Regions from separate parts of the Mus musculus genome. Here regions 1, 2 and 3 are each linked to region 4. Evidence: chromatin contacts called from public HiChIP or PLAC-seq data. All regions are on one chromosome and are shown on one strand. The core of a region is the stretch at or near the end of the contact, and the rest is flanking DNA. Distances in the headings are between cores, read along the strand shown.

Region 1 (4,893 bases), core at 405-2,904, 760 kb after region 4:
TGGGGGGACGGGGTGTGGGTGGGGGTGAGAAATGGAGTTTTGGGCACTTCTGGCAATATGGTCATCACCACCAATTGCTGGCTTTTCACATTCACGAGCACATGGAGCTGGGTGGTGGCAGTGGTGGCAGTGGTGGCCGTGGTGGTGCTGGGAAGCAGAGGCAAGGAGATCTCTGCAAGTCCAAGGCCAGCCTAGTCTATAGAGGGATGACAGTACAGCCAGGGCTACACAGAGAAGCCCTGTCTCAACCCCCTAACTCACCCAATAGATAGATAATAGATAGATGGATAGATAGATAGAGAGATAGAGACAGATAGTACATGGTATAATTGTAACTTTTTTTTGTTTTTTTTTTGTTTTTGTTTGTTTGTTTGTTTTTTTTGTTTGTTTTTGTTTTTTCGAGACAGGGTTTCTCTGTATAGTCTTGGCTGTCCTGAAACTCACTTTGTAGACCAGGCTGGCCTCTAACTCAGAAATCCGCCTGTCTCTGCCTCCCAAGTGCTGGGATTAAAGGCGTGCACCACCACCGCCCAGCTGATTGTAACTTTTAAAATTCCTATTTTACTATACTCTCAGCTAGTATTTATAACTTATATATGCATTCTATGTAGAACTTACATCTAATTAGAAAAAATACAGTAAAAAGTTTTAAAATGTTCATTTAAATTACATTTTCTTTATTTATAGGTTAATTCTACCAGTTAAAAATTGAGAAAATTAGACGCTTACATTTTGAAACTTACCAAGAAAGACACTACTGAAACAAACAATAGAAAGTTGGAAATTTTGTTTGAAAAGAGTGGTTCACCCTTTCCTTCAGAAAGTATTTGCCGTCTCTGCAAAGCCAGATAAATGAAAGCAAACAGAACCCCATGGAAGACAACCTGAGAACAACAGGGAGAAAATTGGTTTTGAAGAGTTACATCTCAAATGCTAGCAACAATCCTTGGATATTTAAAACTGCATTTATAAAAGCTCCTGGGCTAGAAGCTTAAGACTTTAGAGTTGCTATGAAGAGCAAACTTTGACTGTCTAATCAAGCGAGTGACCGCTGGAGCATGCAAGCCAGGAAAGGAAGTGTCCAGCAGAGACAGAGGCTGCCCCCAAGGCCCCCAGGAAGAAAGACAGTGACCATCTCAAGCGGTGGACATTGAACCCAGAGCCTTCCACTGAGCAGCACCAACCCCTCTGCTGAGTTACATCTCCAACCTCAGCAATTTAAACATACTTCTAAACTTTCTCCAAAACATTGAAACACATTTTATACCCATCCCTTCAACCAAACCAAACAGCAACACTAAATTTTATGTTTAAAAGGAAACTATGTATATTAAACAATATGGTGTGGAAGAAAACCCAGAGCTTTTTCTTTAAAAAAACCAACCAAACAAAAAACCAAAAAAGACATAAATAACCACAATTCATCACTGCAATGGACTGGACTTTTGTGTCCCCCTCCAACCCCCACCTCCCACCCTGCACAAAAAATACAAAACACACACACACACAACCTCTCCTATGTTGAAACTGAATTCCTGTGTGGAATCTGGAGTTTTATGTGGGTACATGGGAAATGGTCAGGTCAGGAGGGTGTAATCTTTATGAGCAGGGTTAGTGCCCTGTAAAAGAGACCCCAGAGACCATTTCCAGTGAGACCATGGCTGCCCAGGATCCTGGTCTCTGGAACTGTAAGAAATATGCTTTGTTGTTCAGGAGCTAATCAGGCTACCCTGGTCTGTTTTAGTTTCCCAAACAGATGAAGATAAGCACATCCTTGCAGCTTATCTGCTAAAGCCGACAAAGGCTTTAGCAGAGCCATTTTATTTGTATGTGGCTTGGAAATGCAATAAAGTTCCTTGGGAAGTAAACAGGAGCTGGGAAGCTGGGATGCCTCAGAATAGCTCTCAGGGCATATTGAAAGATGGTGAAGGATAGAAAGGAAAGAGCTCATGGGAAAGTAATTAGCGCCGCTGAGTGCTCTGCTAGGCCGGTTACCTTTGCTTAGTCAAAGGTCTCCGAATGATTTCAGGTTAAGTGTGTGGAGTCCCTCACCATGCTGTGGCTGCTGCTGCTTTGCAAGCCTATCCCCACGTCTATATTGCAGAGCTTACTAAGCGCATGATAATAGTAACCGTAGGTTTGAGAGCAGACTGAAAACACTTGGCTGCTCAGAGGTATGCTGCTCTTTAATACACACTTCCCAACATCAATATCTTATGAAATCCAGGAAACATCATGACACTCAATGAATATTGTTCTCAATGGTAGAGCACATATATGTGAATCATCAAGAAATTACAACTGTCTGTCAGAAGCCCCTTTATAGACAACACTTAAAATATTTTCCTGGTGAGAGACAGACATACTCATTTTCTGCTGTAATGAGAAAGGGTTCATGGGTAGTAAGCTTTAACTTACTCTCAACAAGTTTCTTTGTATAAAACCTAAGCAGAAATAGTCAGGAGTGCAAATAATTTTCTAGCAGTATAATTTGAGGCATGAAGATATCACAAAGTAAATACATACGTAGCGGTCTAGCCTCCACCTGAACCACCATTCATACACGCTCCCTTCTAGTTCAAAACATTTGGAAAGTGGCCATAGAGAAAAGATCTTCTCAAATGCACCCTGAAAAGGAATGCAGCCAGTCAGGTCAGCGCTTGCTTTGCAGTTCCATTATGATCTATGTATTTGTCAAGCTAACAGTAAATAAAGACCATTCACATTCTTAACGTCTGATCAATTCACTTGAAAACTTGGCTTCATTTGAAAAAGAGTAAATGTATTTCAGCTATGGCCAAAAAAGTTTATTTAATACTTTTCAAATTTGTCTTTCACATGGAATCTACGAAAAATACAAGATTTTGAAACAAGAAGAACAACAAACCCCTAGTAATTTGAAATTATTCTACTGAGTTTAACATAATATTAAAACATTTTTATATTTACTAGAGACACAAAATTACAAAACACCTCAGCCAATACAATATCAATATCCAAAAAAATTTTAAGGTGAAAAATATAATTTATTTTCCTCTAAATGTCTTTAATTATTTATAATTATTACGGTTGAAAGAGCCCCCTGAATTAGTCACTCTAATCAGCCATCCTCAAATGCTATTATTACTAGCCACAGTTTCAAGTTTTATTCTGTCCAGCTAGTGAATGGCACCCTCTTATTAATCTGACAGCAAGAGAATGTTTGAATGAAGGGTAGAAGTCTGGGGTACATTCCTGCACACCAATGAAGCCTTTCAAACAGAGCGAGTGCTCAGTATGGACTGAAGAGTGGCGGCGAATTCTACTAAGAAATGTCCCATTGCTTGACCTACTGCAACAGCATCAAAAAGGACTACTAAAAAACAATTACTGCTGACCAGAGAACAATATGAAGAAACTGCCTCAGCCACTACTGGGTCCTTGTGTCAGAGGAATTTCATCACTTTTAGAAAATATAACTATTTTCATTTATCCACAACTTCAACTATACATAAAAGAACTGTATCAAACTTTATTCCACAGAAAATGTAGGTTCATTCTTACAAAGAATTGCAAAATAAAGACCCCTGATTATATGTGTACACACATACATATAGATATAAGCATATATATATATCATAACAGGTATGGATCTACTGAACATAAGCATATGATTGTAGCAGCTACATATGAAGAGTATTTATAAATAAATGCATTTGTATTTAAAATTTTATTTCTTTTTTTAGTAGATATTTTCTTTATTTACATTTTAAATGCTATTCCAAAGTTCCCTACCCCTCCCCCCCAACGCCCTGCTCCCCTATTCCCACTCGCACTTCTTGGCCCTGGTGTTCTCCTGTACTAGGACATATAAAGTTTACAATACCAAAGGGCCTCTCTTCATAAAATTTTATTTCTAATTGAAATTTATCTAATATGTTACTGATAAGGAAGTTAATAGTGCATACTGACTTTGGGTTCAGTGTGCTGTATAGTGGGCAGGACAGAATGGGATGCTCTGAACTGTGTACTGTCTTTTTCTTGTGCTAGGGTCCTCACTGACCTAGAGCTGGGAAGGTTCCTCAGTCTCACTATTTAATGATAGGCCAGCTTCCCTTTTCCATTCTAATGTGCTCAGAGAATGTTGGGTATTTGTTGTTACCTATTTCTTTATACATTTGCCTATTTTATTATTTTATGTATCTCACATGGAAAAGAAAACTGTATGCCATACAGAAACAAAAATGTTTTAAATACTTCTGAACGTGAAAGTAGGTATAAGAGCCTAAAATGCCTCCCTACAGGTTCTGAAGAATTAGCTCGCACCCCAACCACACATAACAAAATGTACCTAATGGACATTTACACTTGAGGCAACTTTATGCAAAATGTAGCACTGCAAGTCAACTGCAGCTTATGTCAAAACTACAGATGGTCAAATTAAAATATTTTGTTACAAGTATCATGATACCCCCAAAAAAATGTCTGCCTGATAGATTTAACCAGCAGATAACAGACTGCCATTCTGCTAAATGTACAGAAAAATTCAACCATCAAAATAAAGGGTATAAGTACAAAAATGACCCAAGTCCTGTAAATTAAGTGAATATGACATTTTTAAACTCTATGCAAAATAAGTTCATTTTCCTGTCTCAATTTTACTTTGTGCATTTAAAGAAAAATCAAGAAACAGTTTGATGCAATGAATAATGCACAAACTAAGCTGAAAATTCTGTCAAGAGAATTTTGATCCTCACTTAGAGCATGTCTCATAAGAGGCATTCAATAAACGTTTGATTGATCAAAGTCAAGTAAAATGGATCTTGAACAATTGCCAGAGGAAGAGCTTAAAATTACTCTTACAACAAAAACAGTGGTAACAAAGTAGGTAGGGTCTCAAAAGAACTACACTGA
Region 2 (4,529 bases), core at 1,723-4,222, 630 kb after region 4:
CCATTTCAAATTCTCCCCACCCACCCACTATCTTTAACCATTCCTTCTTCCCCAAGTTCTTACCCCTCACCTTCTACACTTTCCACTACCCTTCCTTCTCAACTTGTTACTAAACCTCCAAGAAATAGTTATATATTAAATATTTATATTAAAAATTTTATGTCACATCCTGAAGTCAGTGTTAATAAATTTTACGTTAAATTTATTTTTAAAACTCTAGGGTGTGTCTCTGAGAGAAGTGTTTGTGTGTGAGTTTTGGCACAGACATTCTGGGGATCAGAACTTAGGGACTCACGCTTGCAGCACAAGATCTTTACCCTCTACACCATCTCCCTAGTCGCTGTGTTTCTTAGCTTTGGAATATATGAGCCATCATGTGTTATCCTGAGTGTTTTGCTGTGTATGGCTGATGTGCCCTTTGTACATTACCCTACCCCCAATTTACCCCACTACCACTCTCGTGTTTTGTGTTGCCCTCCACTTCTTGTCTCTGTAGTGAAAAGAAGGTGAATAATTCTATGTAATACTTACATTAATTGTTCCCTTTCCTTACATCACTGATGTTTGTTGCTAGGTTAATTATTCTGTGTTTATGTTTTGCAGTTGGACTATGTTAATTGATTTCTGGTGCATTCTGTGTACATAATTGATACTGCCTTGTGTGTGATATCTTCTTTATATGCAGCCCTTCATCTCAGACTCCTCTCCTACTAGAATTCTCATCCCCATACTGTGTGTCTTGACCCTGCCCACCACATTCTCCAATCTCCTGCTTTCCTTTACTCCTATTGAGAAATCTGAAGGATTCAAAGAAAATGGATATTAAAAGTAATTTAATATTTTATTATTTCCTATTATTAATAGATTTATTCATTTTTATTGGATATTTTATTTATTACATTTCAAATGTTATTCCCTTTCCCAGTTTCCCCTCTGCAATCCCTTATCCCATCCCCTCTCCCCCTGCTTCTATGAGGTTGTTCCCCCCACCCACTCCTGCCTCCCCACCCTGGCACTGGGGCATTAAGCCTTCAGAGAACGAAGGGCCTCCCCTCTCACTGATGCCCTACAAGGCTATCCTCTGCTACTTATGCAGCTGTAGCCATGGGTCCCTCCATGTGTACTCTTTGGTTGATGGTTTAGTCCTTATGATTTCTGGGGATGTCTGGATATTGCTGTTCTTCCTATGGGGTTGCAAACCCCTTCAGCTCCTACAGACCTTTCCCTAACTCCTCCATTGTGGTCCCATGCTCAGTCCAACTGTTGGCTGCGAGCATCTGCAGATAAATAGATTTATTATTGTGTGCTGTTTTTCAGATGTAGTATATTGATCCTAGGGGGTTTCTTTTTATATCACTGGTCCTTGGTTGTATGAATGACATTCTTTTATGCATCTCCATCCTCTTGCCATAGCCCACCTTTCTAATTCTCTTTCTTCCTAGCCTACACTCCCTTCTTTCTTTCACTCTTCCACTTACTAATAATTTAAAAGTGTCTTAGTAATATAAAATATAGTAATGAAGTTATCATTAATGGCTTTACCATTAAATATGTTAATATTTTACTAGTACGAAATACTTATTTTCTTGGAGGTTGTGAATACATAACTGATCCTAGACTGTGATTGATGTGTTCTTTATATTCACTCACATTTGAATGCTATATCCACTCCCATCATTTCCAACCAGTCGCATCCCTTATTTTCTCCATTCTCTTTCTTCCCCTCCCCCTTCTCTCCTCCCTTCTCCCAATTATATTAATTATATTGCCTTCTTCACTCTAATCAATAAGCTTCAGTGATTCCAAAAAATAGTTCTAGTAAAAATAAGCCTTTATTATCTCACAGGAGATACTGAGTCTCTGCTATTCATGGCATTGATTGATGTTGGATGTGTGTAATTCTAATCAATTAATACCTTAGTATGTATATGTGTATGTGTGTGTGTGTGTGTGTGTGTGTGTGTGTGTGTGTGTGGAGAGGGGTGGTATAGAAAGAAAGAGGTGGTGTATAAGGAGAGGGGTGGTGTATAAAGGGGAGGAGTGGTGTATAATAATGTACAGTGTAGGGGAATACCAGGGTGGGGAGGCAGGAGTGGGTGGGGGACACCCTCATAGAAACAGGGGGAGGGGGAATGGGATAGGGGGTTACAGAGGGGAAACTGAGAAAGGGAATACCATTTAAAATTATATATATATATATATATATAATCACTCTTCCCTTTTCTCCTTAGTGTCCCTCCATGTGGAATCTAATTAGTCTTGAGTACTCCATGTAATAGTGTAGTATGACTATTGAAGTCACTATTGATTGCTGTGTTTATTTTATTTGCAAATATTTTGCATCTGGAATACAGTTGATCCCCTTGTGTGTTCTGGGCATATGGCTGATGGTGAGTTATGTGATTGAAATCCCTTATGGACCATCCCATTCAAAGCCACACCTAACTACCACCTCTCTTCTTGCCCTTCAATCTCCCTATTAGCTCTGCTTCCTGCCCCTCAAAATGTTCCCTTACTCCCCCCCCCCCACTTATTTTGTGTGTGGGGAGAGGAACGCACTGTGGTACCATTGTGGGTTTATGGTGGTCAAAGGTCAACTTGTAGGCACCGTCTTCACCTCCCACCAGGTGGGTTCCAGAGACCAACTCACATTGTCAGCAAGCACTTATCTGCTGAGCCATCTTGCTGGCCCCAACTCCACTTAAATTAGTAATCCTAATTATCTCAAGTAGTGTTGGTGTTGGGATTTATGATTTTTGTGGGGTTCCTATTATTTGGTAACCTTATTACTAAGGATAGTAATGTTTTCCATCTGAAATGTATTAGTTGATTTCCTGGGATAGCCTGAGCATATTATTGCTACAAGAGTGTATGATTAATTTGTTCCATATACACCACCCCTCCCCTTATACACCACCCCTCTCCTTATACACCACCCCTCTTCTTATACACCACCCCTCTCCTTATACACCACCCCTCCCCTTATATACCACCCCTCTCTTTCTGTACCACCCCTCTCCTTATTCACCACCCTTTCCTTTATACCTTACCACTCCCCTTATACACCACCCCTCTCCTTATACTCCACCCCTCCTCTTATACCCCGCCCCTCTCCTTGTACACCACTCCTCCCCTTATACCCCACCTCTCCGTTTACACACCACCCCTTTCCTTATACACTACCCTTCTCTTTATACACCACCCTGCCACTTATACCTTACCCCTCCCGTTATACACCACCCCTCTCCTTATACTCCACCTCTCCCTTTCTGCACTACCCCTCTCTTTATACAGCACTCCTCCTCTTATACCCCACCCCTCTCCTTGTACACCACTCCTCCCCTTATACCCCACCTCTCCGTTTATACACCACCCCTTTCCTTATACACTACCCTTCTCTTTATACACCACCCTGCCACTTATACTTTACCCCTCTCGTTATACACCACCCCTCTCCTTATACTCCCCCTCTCCCTTTCTGCACTACCCCTCTCTTTATACAGCACTCCTCCTCTTATACCCCACCCCTCTCCTTGTACACCACTCCTCCCCTTATACCCCACCTCTCCGTTTATACACCACCCCTTTCCTTATACACTACCCTTCTCTTTATACACCACCCTGCCACTTATACCTTACCCCTCCCCTTATATACCACCCCTCCTCTTCTACACCACCCCTCTTCTTATATAGCACCCCTCCCCTTACATTCCACCCCTCCCCTTATACACCACCTCTCCCTTTATACAGCACCCCTCTCCTTAGACACTACCCTTCCCTTTATGCTCCTCCCTTCCCCTTATAACCTACACTTCCCCTTATACACCACCCCTCCTCTTCTACACCACCCCTCCTTTTCTACACCACCCCTCCTGTTCTACACATCCTTCCTTTTCTTTACCACCCTCCCTTCATATACCCTTCCTTCCTTTTTTACCACTCCTCCCTTTATATACCACCCTCCCCTTATACACCATCCCTCCATTTATATACCACCCCTTCCCACTAGATTCCTAACCCCACAACTTTACTCTGTCTTCTTCCCCCATCTCAACTCATATCAAGAATCCCAATTGTATTGAATTATACCCAGTGTGATGTCAATGTTTTTGCCATTAGTTGGTGGATTTGAATGTTTGTATTCTGTGGCCAGGATATACTTATGTTCTGGGGTATTGTGTATTGTTATTTGATTGTATGATATAAAACTCCATTCCAAACTTACTCAACTTATACCTTTCTTGCCACTACTTCCCATCTCCCACTCTGCCCTATTGCTAGCCTTCCCCATCGCCCATTCGTCTCAGCATTTCCAAGGAATCCTGATATTAAGATCATTGTGTTAGTAATCACTATTAATTGGTGGCTTTCTTACACATGGGTTTTATAAATTGGCGTCATGGGGTATTCTAGTCTGGGATGTCATTGATAAGAATCTATGTGAGTGGTATGTTTAATACCACCATGCCGACCACACTCCTGATCTCAGCTCAGCCTCCGGCCCCATCTCCCAGGCTTCTACCATTGCT
Region 3 (4,634 bases), core at 1,971-4,470, 670 kb after region 4:
ATATAGTAAGATTTTTTTAAATGGTTATTTTGATGCAACTTTTAAAATATTTTAATTATTAACTAAAACAGCAGAATAGTATTTCTCTAAATAAAATTCAGAGGATTTGCTTTATGCCACCATATTTCACATTATTCTTTGATATATATTAAGTGATTATAAAAGTAATAAAAAGCACTCCAAATATGGATTCTCTCCTTGTATCTTGGGATGAGAGTAGAGAAATAGTAGCTATAATGTGTATCCTTAGGGTAATTTATTTGAAAAGAAGTATATTTTCATATTTATATACTTAAAAGTAACTTTTCTTGTTATCTTATCATGTGTTAATTATAGAAAGTACATTTTCTTTACTTGACACTTCTGAATATTCATATAATGAAGTTTGATTATATTCGTGTATTCACTCCCTCTTGTTATCCCTGTTGCACATGCCCCTCTCCCCCCACTTAGAAAAACCACATTCCAAAATTTGTCAGCCTTAGGTTTACTGATTGACACTATAGGTTTTTTCCTAAGAAATTAAGAAAAAAAAAAAGTCAAAATGAGTGTGCTTAGATTCCCTAATCTTCAACTTAAAGGCTATAGTTTAACTGAATATTCATGGGACTAAAATAATATGTACATTAGATAGCTTGAGCTTCAATCTTCAAGGCAGGTACATTATTGATCATCAGATGAGAGCTGGGAATGGAAGGGTGGTGCAGTGGTTAGGGGCACGTGCTGCTTTTGCGGAGGGCCCAGTCTGGTTCCCAGCAACCCCAGTGAGTGGCTCACACTGTAATTCCAGTTCCAGAGCACATATGCACACTAAGGTATTCACCTACATACAAAATAAAAATAAACCAGAGCGGGGTGCATGTAGGGGAGACTTGAAGATACAGGGATGATTCTTGTTGATCTCGTTGCTTCCATGAATGTAGAGGACCAGGAAGTGCCTTAAGGCTGGTAAAGTCAGGAGAGAAAAATCTCAAAATTTTAAGCCTCTAAAGGACCGTGTACAAGAAAGGCAAGGCTTTCCTCCCAAGTCCTAGCTATGAGGCTGAGATGCCTCCTCTTCTAAGCACTAAGGAGGCGCCTTCCTCCTTGAACTTGTGAGTTTGTGCTTATAACCTTGTCTTCTGTAGTTCTGTAGAAAGATAACCCTCTGAAATCAGAAGCTTAGCTTATCTGATCAAGTTCTGATTTTTTTTATATAAATCAATGGGAAATTATTAAGAAAGTTAAGCAGTCACACGACTGCTTGCTGCAATCTTACTGTAGCAGAATGATTAGCTACCAAATGTGTTAACTTGTGTTTTGTATTGTCAAATTGATAAGCTCCGTGGATACTCTGTTAGTCCTATGCTCAGGAAACCATCATCTAGTCCCTCTGGGGTTAATTTTGTCATCTATACAGTAAAGTGAAAGCTTAACTTCTCCAGGAAAAAAAGTGCACGGCCGTCCTGGCTGGACTGGGAAGCTAAGGGCGTATCTTGGCCAGAACCAGTACTTTGGTCTGTCCTTTAATAAAGATATTTGCATGCCTAGCATGACATCTAAAACCCCTTTCAACTTTTCGGCATTCTGAGTCCCGTGTTTTATTGATCACCCATTAACAATAGTTTGCACCCCTTTCCTATCAACATTTAAGACACATAGGCACACAAACATACAAAGGGGAAAACATATTTGATTAGATAATAACCAAGATAATTCCAATTTAGAAAAATTAATAAGTGACTTAGGAGGGAAATTTTTTATGAAGAAATTCTGCTGCCTTTTTGTAGAAAAAGATCCAAGCTTTGATTTCTGCCTCGCATGAACAGAAGTGCTTGTATTCTTAGCAAGGAGGTAATCTTAATGCTGACCTTAGGATGAATCCTGCAGTTTAGGCATGGGCTATCTGTGACTGTAAGAAAAACAATAGCTGCCTACTTCCAAATGAATGACTGGCCAGCCTTTGATGCCCCGAGGTGAAGGGCTGACAGCGGCGAAACACTTTCAATTGAAAGCCAACATTTATTAGGTTGGATCGATCAAATCTCACATAAATGTGAATGAGAGGAGAAAAAAAGAAAAAAAAATCTGAAAACAGGTTGTGTACCTGGTTGGTATTAAGATTTCTTATACACTAACTGTCTGGTTTAATAATTTCATTTCTATTTGAATGTTGTAATAACTTGTTAAAAATGAATTAGGAAGGAATCCATAAATTTATTAAGCTCTGGAAATCCCGAGATGAGTTATCTTGATTCAGAGAGCCAAAGGGATTCATCTCTCAGTCTGTTCCAATACATTGGGTATCGTTCTATTCACACAGGGACTCCGAGTCTCAGAGAGATGGTTAAGCCTGTTAAAGTTGTAATAGGAAGGAAAAAAAAAAAAAGAGGAAATCTCTCCCCACCCCACCCCCGTTAGCACTTAAAGTGCTTGATTTTCAGAATATTTATACCTATTTGCTTAGGTCAAATTTTGTGTTTTAAAGTTGTATTAAGACAGGTGGCAGATCAGCACTCTCTTTATAGCTTGAACATCTTTGAAAAATCCTATTCATAATCTTTATTTAATTTCTCCCAGGTAGTACTTTCCATTAAGATAATGCTGTGCACAGTTGTAAATATCTATCTAGTTATCTAGTCATATCATAGTCTTGTTTAAATAATTTGTCTCCAAAGTACCTTTGTGATATTCCCCATAAAATCAGACATTGATAAAATTGAGATGCTTTTAAAAACAAACTTTTAGGTTGTCATAGAAAGATATTCATTATAGTATCTTGGTATTTTTAAAATTGGTTAGGTTACTCCTGCTAAGAGTAATACTTAATCCACAAATCTGTGTTTAAATTATGCAGTCTGTTTCCCACATAGCAAACATGAAGTTATTTCACATAACACCGTATGTTCATTTTGATTCAAAAACTCATGTATACATAGCATCTGGATTGAATTAAGATTTTCAAATGTGCACTTATTTATTTCTGACTCTGTTATGTTGCACAGAGTTTATACTGCTTTTGCCTCAAGTAATGACCCTATCCTGGGGATATTAAGCGTCTATTCACGGGTGTGCGGCTTCAGCTGGAAACCAGGAAACGCACCACAAAGGGGTCCTTGGGCAGCTAATGCTTCAAATGCTGTCTTCTGCTTTTTTCACATCTGGCAGAGCACGGTACACACAGAAACAGCACGTATCTCCTCTTAATTTATCACGCAGTCCTACCTTATTTGCTAGTCTGGCTTTTAAACCTGCAGCGGGTTAATAATTGCAAGCGTAAAAGGCGAGAGAAGCCACTATAGAAAACATACTGATAGCAATGAGAAATGACAGCTGACAACTTGTCTACTGGGGGGAGAAAACAAAAAATCTATAAAACACACAACCTTAAAATGCATTAGCCTACTGGGACCCACTCATGTGATTTGTAAATGACAGGCAGCCAAACCGTCCATACGGCCCCCTGTATAATAGAGCCACGTGTGGTAACTGGTGTGCGAAATGATGGTCTTACAGCACCACGAAAGAGGACCAACTGCTGCTTCCTTAGGAACATGAGGCTTCTCCATGCTCCATTCTCTGGGTTTATGGTTAACTGAGGTTTTACCCAATCCTCCTAAACCTCAAAAAGCAGAAAAAGACCACATAAGTGGATCTTTTAAAGTCATCAGTTTGTTGGTGAAGAACCTATAAAAGACACATGCACATAATTGCTACCTTGCAAAGGCTAGTTGGACACGCTTATTGACAATAATTCATGACATTCTTTTCAAAGATTGCGAAAGGAGACAGGTTTAAGATTAAACGTAGCTGGAACTTTCCGGCCTGACACTCAGTGTCTGTTTTATCTTTATGGCTGTGTCCTCGTTCTTAATGACGCAGAAAAAGGTCCGAGAAGTGTTCTCTGGCCCCTTTGTAAAGATGGGGTGGCATGTGTGTCTGTTTACATTTCAGCGACAATCTACACAGCAATCGAGAAGCTCTGTCAGAGGTTCTTCAGCAACGCAGAGCTTTCCAAACGTCAGTGTTTGTGAAGTATCACTGTTTGCTTCTGTTTTCAATGTAAATGTGTGTAAAGTGCACACCGATGCAGAAGCTTATCTCTCCCTTCACGCAGAGAAAACATTTCTAACAGATTCTTAGCAGAGGAAGACAGGCACAATTTAGGGAGTGTGAGGTCCCACTTTATTGCCATTGCTGTCAAGATCTATTATTTGATTCTCTGCTCACTACTGTCACATAATACAGAGTTGTTGAAACACCCTGACCTTTCTATATACCCTGTGACTGCAACATGCAATGAATAGTTCTGTGAATAAGATTATGGCCATATGGCGCAGAGAAACATAGGTGCTTAGGGAGGGGAAACATTAAAGTCATTATTTTCCAATACTATTTTCCTTTTGGCTCTTCTTGATTCAGACAGTAGATTTTTATGTTTGTTCGCTCTTTTTTACAAATAAATTCTATTGTTTATGGTAGTGCATTTTCAGAAGTCTTAATCTGTACCACCATATGTACCTTTCCTATTCGAAGGTGATGGTTTTGATGCGAGATGGTTCGAACTCTTGCTTTAATTGTTTTGCCCACTTATGTTGCTAGATTGGAAGGGATTTAGCTACACACAGGCTCCAAGTTTCATTTGTATCCAGTGG
Region 4 (4,766 bases), core at 1,098-3,597:
CTTTGTGAGGTAAGACATTGATATCACCACTTAGATCTACTTTACAGGGCCGAGGCGAGGGTTCTATTCACTGCTTCCATTCCTACCTTAAAAAAAAAGCTGGCATTAATCCTGGAGGTGGGCACCTAGGAAAAAGTTTCAAGTAACTTTTGAGAAAGTGGGATTTCTACCCCAGACTCACAGCTACATATTCATGGTAAATGGAGAGAAAAGTTATTTCTATAGATATTATGTACACACACGCACACTGATCTCCTGGACAGCCCTGAAAATACAAATGCAAACCCTGATATTTCCAGATGAACACCTACATAAGACTTTTTTTTCTTTTGGAGACAGTTTAAATCTCTGCCTCTAACTGAAAGCCACACCTCATAGCCTGAATGCTAGTAAAACAATCATCGGCATAAATAAAAAGTTAGTTCCACGGGGGCCACAGGAATTAGCTTATTTTGACAAGAAGAATTTAAAACACAGTTTCTTCACATTTGGGGATTATGATACCCAAGAGATAACAGAAAAAAACAGCCTGCTCTCCAGGAGCCCAAACTTCTAAGTTCCCTGTCTCAGAACTTCCGAGCCTGTCTGCAGGGTTTACCTGCCTGAGAGATAAGAAAAGGTGGTCTTTGCTGCTCGCTATCAAATACATTAGCTACTGGCTTGAATCTGAGCCCTGTTGTATATGGCACACATAGAAGTTTCTTTAAAATAAACTTAGTATCCAGATTGAACCACGAAACAAAGTTATAAGTTCCAAGAAACCTAATTATATAGCATATAATTTGTTCTTCAACAGAATCTTTTCAACTTTGTAGAAAAAAAATAGAACTCTTAATTTTTCAGACAAAACAGCAATGACAGTTTATCATAAAACACAAATCAAAGAGCAAGCCCAGCAACTGACCTCAACTCATCTCTACTTATTTCAGAAATGACAGAGAATTAGGTAGAGAGAAATCCTACTTGTGTTTGTATCTGCAACTTGGTGACACTAACGATTTTGTATGAATAAAAAACAGATTTATATTTGAACATAAATAGGTCTCCCTTCACCCGACTCCCAAGACTTTCCCACATATTTTCTCTAGGCAGCAGTGAAGGTAAATAGAGTCTTTCTTTGCAGTATGCTCGCCAAACGGTCTAACTATTGAAGTTTTCCCATTATCTAGTTGATTTGAGAAATCAGAATGAGTGTGTTAATCTTGTTCTGATTTATTAAAGAGGAGTTCCAGGGGAGGGGGAGACTTAAAGAATTTTGTTATAATTTTTGATTTCCTATTTTTTTTTTTTTGGACAAAGCAGAGATTCTGAATTTTAATTTTTCAATTTTTTTCTCTACTATTGCAGCCAAGCAGAAAAGAAAAATAAAAGTTAACTTTGTGGTGTTTAGAGTTCAGCTTTTGTTCCTGCACTGAAACCCATTAAACCGATGCAGACCATCGAAGTGCCCCTGGCGCATCTTTCGCCATTCATTAACTCTCTAAATGGAAAAGAAGGTCCCCTTTCTCATTCACAGGGACACGGAGGTGATATATCTGTAAGTGGTTGTTAGGAAAGAATCAGCAGCCTGACCGAGAACCACACTGTCACACAGAGATCTCAGCGTCTTTAAGCAGAGCCTAGAGGCTTTTCTTTATTCTGTACCAACACAGTCACAAGGGAAGTCCCCCACACACCGTGCATGACAAATACAACCTCCCAGGGTCCCAAATTCCAGGCGCAAGAATGGCAAAGAGCAATAAATAGAAATACATAGACAAAAATCTGTATGGATCTATGAAAATCACCCCCAAATGCGCTCTGATTTTTAAAAGGGAAGGGAAGATTTTTAAAAATAAGAAATACTGTCTAAACAAACACTTAAACAATAAGAACGACTGCTTTAAAGACAAAAGCTGACCTACTGACCTAAAAATCCATTTTGTATCAATTTCACAATTACACCTCTCCAATTCTTTTACCTTGTTTGTAAGATGCCAAAATCATGTTCTCATCTTCAACTTCAAACACTGTGTCCACATCTATTTGCCTCTCGATTAAAATAGCCTTCAGTTTTCCGAAGTCATTTGTTTTTAGAGCCTCCAGGAAATCTTTCTTAACTAATTTGGCAGCTCCAGCTTTGCTGATAGGGGCAGTGATGCCGTCCATCCTCGGAGCCCTGTGGAAGCGGAGCAATGATTTATCAGGAGAGCAGCACCCAGCACACAGGCAAGGCTGGAGAGTCCACAAACTGCCGGCTAATTTTATCCCAAAGTTATGCTGACCCGTTCTATTTATATAGGGATCATTTCAAACTTCAAAATATCCTCCCAGACTCTCCCTGAGTTCTCAGGTCCTTTAAACTGGAGATACGTAAGCGGGTCCCTTCCGCTCTACGTGGAGTCGATAAGCAGGAAGGCTTCTGTGACACATTTCCGAGCATGAAATGTCACAATTATTTCTTACAAGACCAAAGTGAAAGTGTAAGATTTACAAAGCTCTTAATTCTCTTTATGTTTTCTCCTCAACAAAAAACATCTGGCGCCTGGCTGGAGCCGCAGTATCTTAGTCTGACTAACTAATAGCCCCAAATGAGAATTTGTTTCTGTTGTTGATACACGTGCTACTGAAAACCTTTAATGATTTTGTGAAATGAGCCTGTAAAATCGAGCCTAATTATGCACATCTAAAAACAAACAGAAGGTTTGTCAGTAACCTACACTTAAAAATTTTTCAATATTATGAGAAAAGCAGGGCGGGGTAGTGAGATGATGGGGGGGGGTCATTTTAGGGGAAAAAAAGAACCTGAAGAAACAAGAAAATCAATGCAACAAGTGAGTGGACTTTATTGAACCCTGCATTTTATTTCTCAAGTCAGTTAAAAAAAAAAGCCATGTTTGAACAAATTACAAAAACAAATACAAGCTGGATCTTACTTTCTACTATGAGCTTATTGATTTGAAAATGTGAGTCAGGTATTTGGGTTCTGTAAAAGAATCCTGTTTGTCCTCAATTAAAGCAATGCCTAATCAATTAGCACACTGTCTCACACATCCTCTGTCTGTTTACATAGTGCTTGTGTGTGTGTGTGTGTGTGTGTGTGTGTGTGTGTGTGTGTGTGTGTGTTTGCTAGGGATCAAACCCAGGGACTCACACAGCTTGTGTTTTATTACTGAGCTAACTCCATCCAAGGTCTTTAACACTTTTGTTTTAAAACAGTTCAGACATGTAAATAGGACAGAGAGCAAGGGACAAGAGGCACAGAGACAGAGAGAACACAGGGAACAAATGTGGCCCAAAGTTAAGCAGCTGGTTACTGTCATGGGCAATATGCAGTTACCTGCTAGTTTTTATTATTAAAATTTCTCCCTGTTAGTTTTTCAACAGAAAAAGTTAGAGACAAAACTGAAGACTTAATTTTACTTATTAGTGTCTTTAATGTCAGAAAATTATCAAGTGCTAACTAGTATACAAATTAGCTGCAATTTACATATCATGGATAGGTTCAGAAAAATGATATAAAAAAATCCCTGCAGTACTTGCAGTGTGAATTTTTTAAATTTTTCAATAACAAATATGTCTATAAACGCAACTGCGAATCAGCATACCCTTTCACTTGATGTACTGATGTGGAACGTAAATATACAAAACTGGCCAGTCCTGAGCACAGAACTTACCAAATCATAACAATTTTCACATTCAACACCCAGACCCAACAGAGTAGTTGTAAGCCCACCAGAACCCCCTCACACACTCTTAGACGGGAGAGTCAATCTGCCAACACCCACTACCATGACTTCCAACACTGAGGGTCAGTTCTACATACTTTTTAAAAGAACTTTTATTTGAAATTTTAATAGTTTACTCATTTAAATTTTAGATACATACTTCAAAATGATGGCTCCAGCAAGGGTGAGATGATCAAGAGACACGGAAACGAAGAGACAGGGACCTTCTGTCTGCTCAGCCCTGGCTCTAGACCCCAGGACACTGTTAAGACCTTTTGCTTTTGTTGAACATATATTGGAGACTCTTCTGAGAGGCTTGCCTGAACTTAGCCCCAGATACCTTCTTCAGCAAATACTTAGTGGTGCTTAGTGTATGACAAGTCACTTATTCAGAACACTGGAAATGTATCAATGAGAAAAACATACAAGAATCCCCACTGAAGTAGACTTTTGTGTGTTAATGGCTTAGGATCTTCTCCATCACTTGTCCAAATGGATTTTGTTCACAAAGTTACAAACTTCTTTGAATTTCACACAGAATGTGTCTTGTGACAATTACATGGATCTGATCCCCTTCACAGATACCCCCACCCCTACTTTGCTTGGCAATTAAGTAAAGGGCAATTTAATTTTATTCCAGACAGATATGTTTAATATGGTCCAAATACATAGCAGTCTCTTTATATAAGTAGTCACAACTCTAGGAGTTAAGGGTGTCCTTGCCAGTTCTGATGTTCCCTGTAAAAGGACATTCAGGAAGTTGTGATCATTGCACAAACAATATTTAAAACACTGGTATTTAACAATCAGCACATAAAAGACTATGCCATAAGTTACAGGTATGGCCAGACCCATGTGAGTCTGGAGAATAAAGGAATCCTGAATAGGCTCACCGTCCTCTGGAGCCCCATCCTTGAACTCTATGCAGGGTGGTAGAGTGTCTCCTTCCACTCACTGGGTCTTATTTAGCTTTAGTCACCTTCTAGCTTCTGCTGGTCATACAGTATGTGGCTCCAGTCATTTGCCACTGGCTATGGGTTCTTCATTCATTGTAGCCAC

The links. HiChIP or PLAC-seq counts read pairs in DNA pulled down with a chosen protein or histone mark.
Region 1: an H3K4me3 HiChIP or PLAC-seq map of embryonic limb bud shows a contact between it and region 4, with 4 times the contacts expected there. The contact joins the enhancer-like site here to the promoter of Asb4 in region 4. A contact is called at or near these places in 23 of 39 promoter capture datasets (the 3T3-L1 cell line, 3T3-L1-derived adipocytes, the C10 cell line and 15 more), 1 of 15 datasets of contacts at CTCF or cohesin (pro-B cells), 19 of 484 Hi-C or Micro-C datasets (bone marrow-derived macrophages, differentiating embryonic stem cells, embryonic stem cells and 5 more), 9 of 115 datasets of contacts at active chromatin or transcription factors (acute myeloid leukemia, bone marrow-derived macrophages, cardiomyocytes and 5 more) and 2 of 9 other capture datasets (embryonic stem cells and macrophages).
Region 2: an H3K4me3 HiChIP or PLAC-seq map of embryonic limb bud shows a contact between it and region 4, with 7 times the contacts expected there. The contact joins the enhancer-like site here to the promoter of Asb4 in region 4. A contact is called at or near these places in 19 of 39 promoter capture datasets (the 3T3-L1 cell line, 3T3-L1-derived adipocytes, the HPC-7 cell line and 12 more), 1 of 15 datasets of contacts at CTCF or cohesin (the NIH/3T3 cell line), 13 of 484 Hi-C or Micro-C datasets (the N1E-115 cell line, differentiating embryonic stem cells, embryonic fibroblasts and 4 more), 13 of 115 datasets of contacts at active chromatin or transcription factors (bone marrow-derived macrophages, craniofacial prominence, embryonic basal ganglia and 8 more) and 3 of 9 other capture datasets (embryonic stem cells, liver and macrophages).
Region 3: an H3K4me3 HiChIP or PLAC-seq map of embryonic limb bud shows a contact between it and region 4, with 5 times the contacts expected there. The contact joins the enhancer-like site here to the promoter of Asb4 in region 4. A contact is called at or near these places in 18 of 39 promoter capture datasets (the 3T3-L1 cell line, 3T3-L1-derived adipocytes, the C10 cell line and 13 more), 1 of 15 datasets of contacts at CTCF or cohesin (pro-B cells), 7 of 484 Hi-C or Micro-C datasets (adipose-derived mesenchymal stem cells, cortical neurons, embryonic stem cells and 3 more), 20 of 115 datasets of contacts at active chromatin or transcription factors (bone marrow-derived macrophages, craniofacial prominence, differentiating embryonic stem cells and 12 more) and 1 of 9 other capture datasets (macrophages).

Annotation. Positions count from the first base shown.
Region 1 is chr6:4,631,737-4,636,629 of GRCm38.p6, reverse strand. It overlaps Casd1 (CAS1 domain containing 1), which reads right to left. Exons shown (of 18, transcript NM_145398.4): 14 at 2,527-2,628; 15 at 744-884. Among named protein-coding and RNA genes, the nearest start is that of Gm38761, 20 kb to the left of the region's middle. Within about 2 kb of position 1,654, at least 18 of the 459 cell types and tissues checked have an H3K27ac peak or open chromatin away from gene starts, as enhancers often do. A contact at or near this core is called in embryonic limb bud and extraembryonic ectoderm, where this site is marked.
Region 2 is chr6:4,760,899-4,765,427 of GRCm38.p6, reverse strand. No RefSeq gene overlaps it. Among named protein-coding and RNA genes, the nearest start is that of Peg10, 16 kb to the right of the region's middle. Within about 2 kb of position 2,972, at least 48 of the 459 cell types and tissues checked have an H3K27ac peak or open chromatin away from gene starts, as enhancers often do. A contact at or near this core is called in embryonic limb bud and muscle stem cells, where this site is marked.
Region 3 is chr6:4,723,022-4,727,655 of GRCm38.p6, reverse strand. The region is part of intron 1 of Sgce (sarcoglycan, epsilon); the gene reads left to right. Among named protein-coding and RNA genes, the nearest start is that of Sgce, 22 kb to the left of the region's middle. Within about 2 kb of position 3,220, at least 5 of the 459 cell types and tissues checked have an H3K27ac peak or open chromatin away from gene starts, as enhancers often do. A contact at or near this core is called in embryonic limb bud, where this site is marked.
Region 4 is chr6:5,387,991-5,392,756 of GRCm38.p6, reverse strand. It overlaps Asb4 (ankyrin repeat and SOCS box-containing 4), which reads right to left and starts at 2,347. Exons shown (of 5, transcript NM_001355662.1): 1 at 1,962-2,347. The coding sequence starts at 2,148.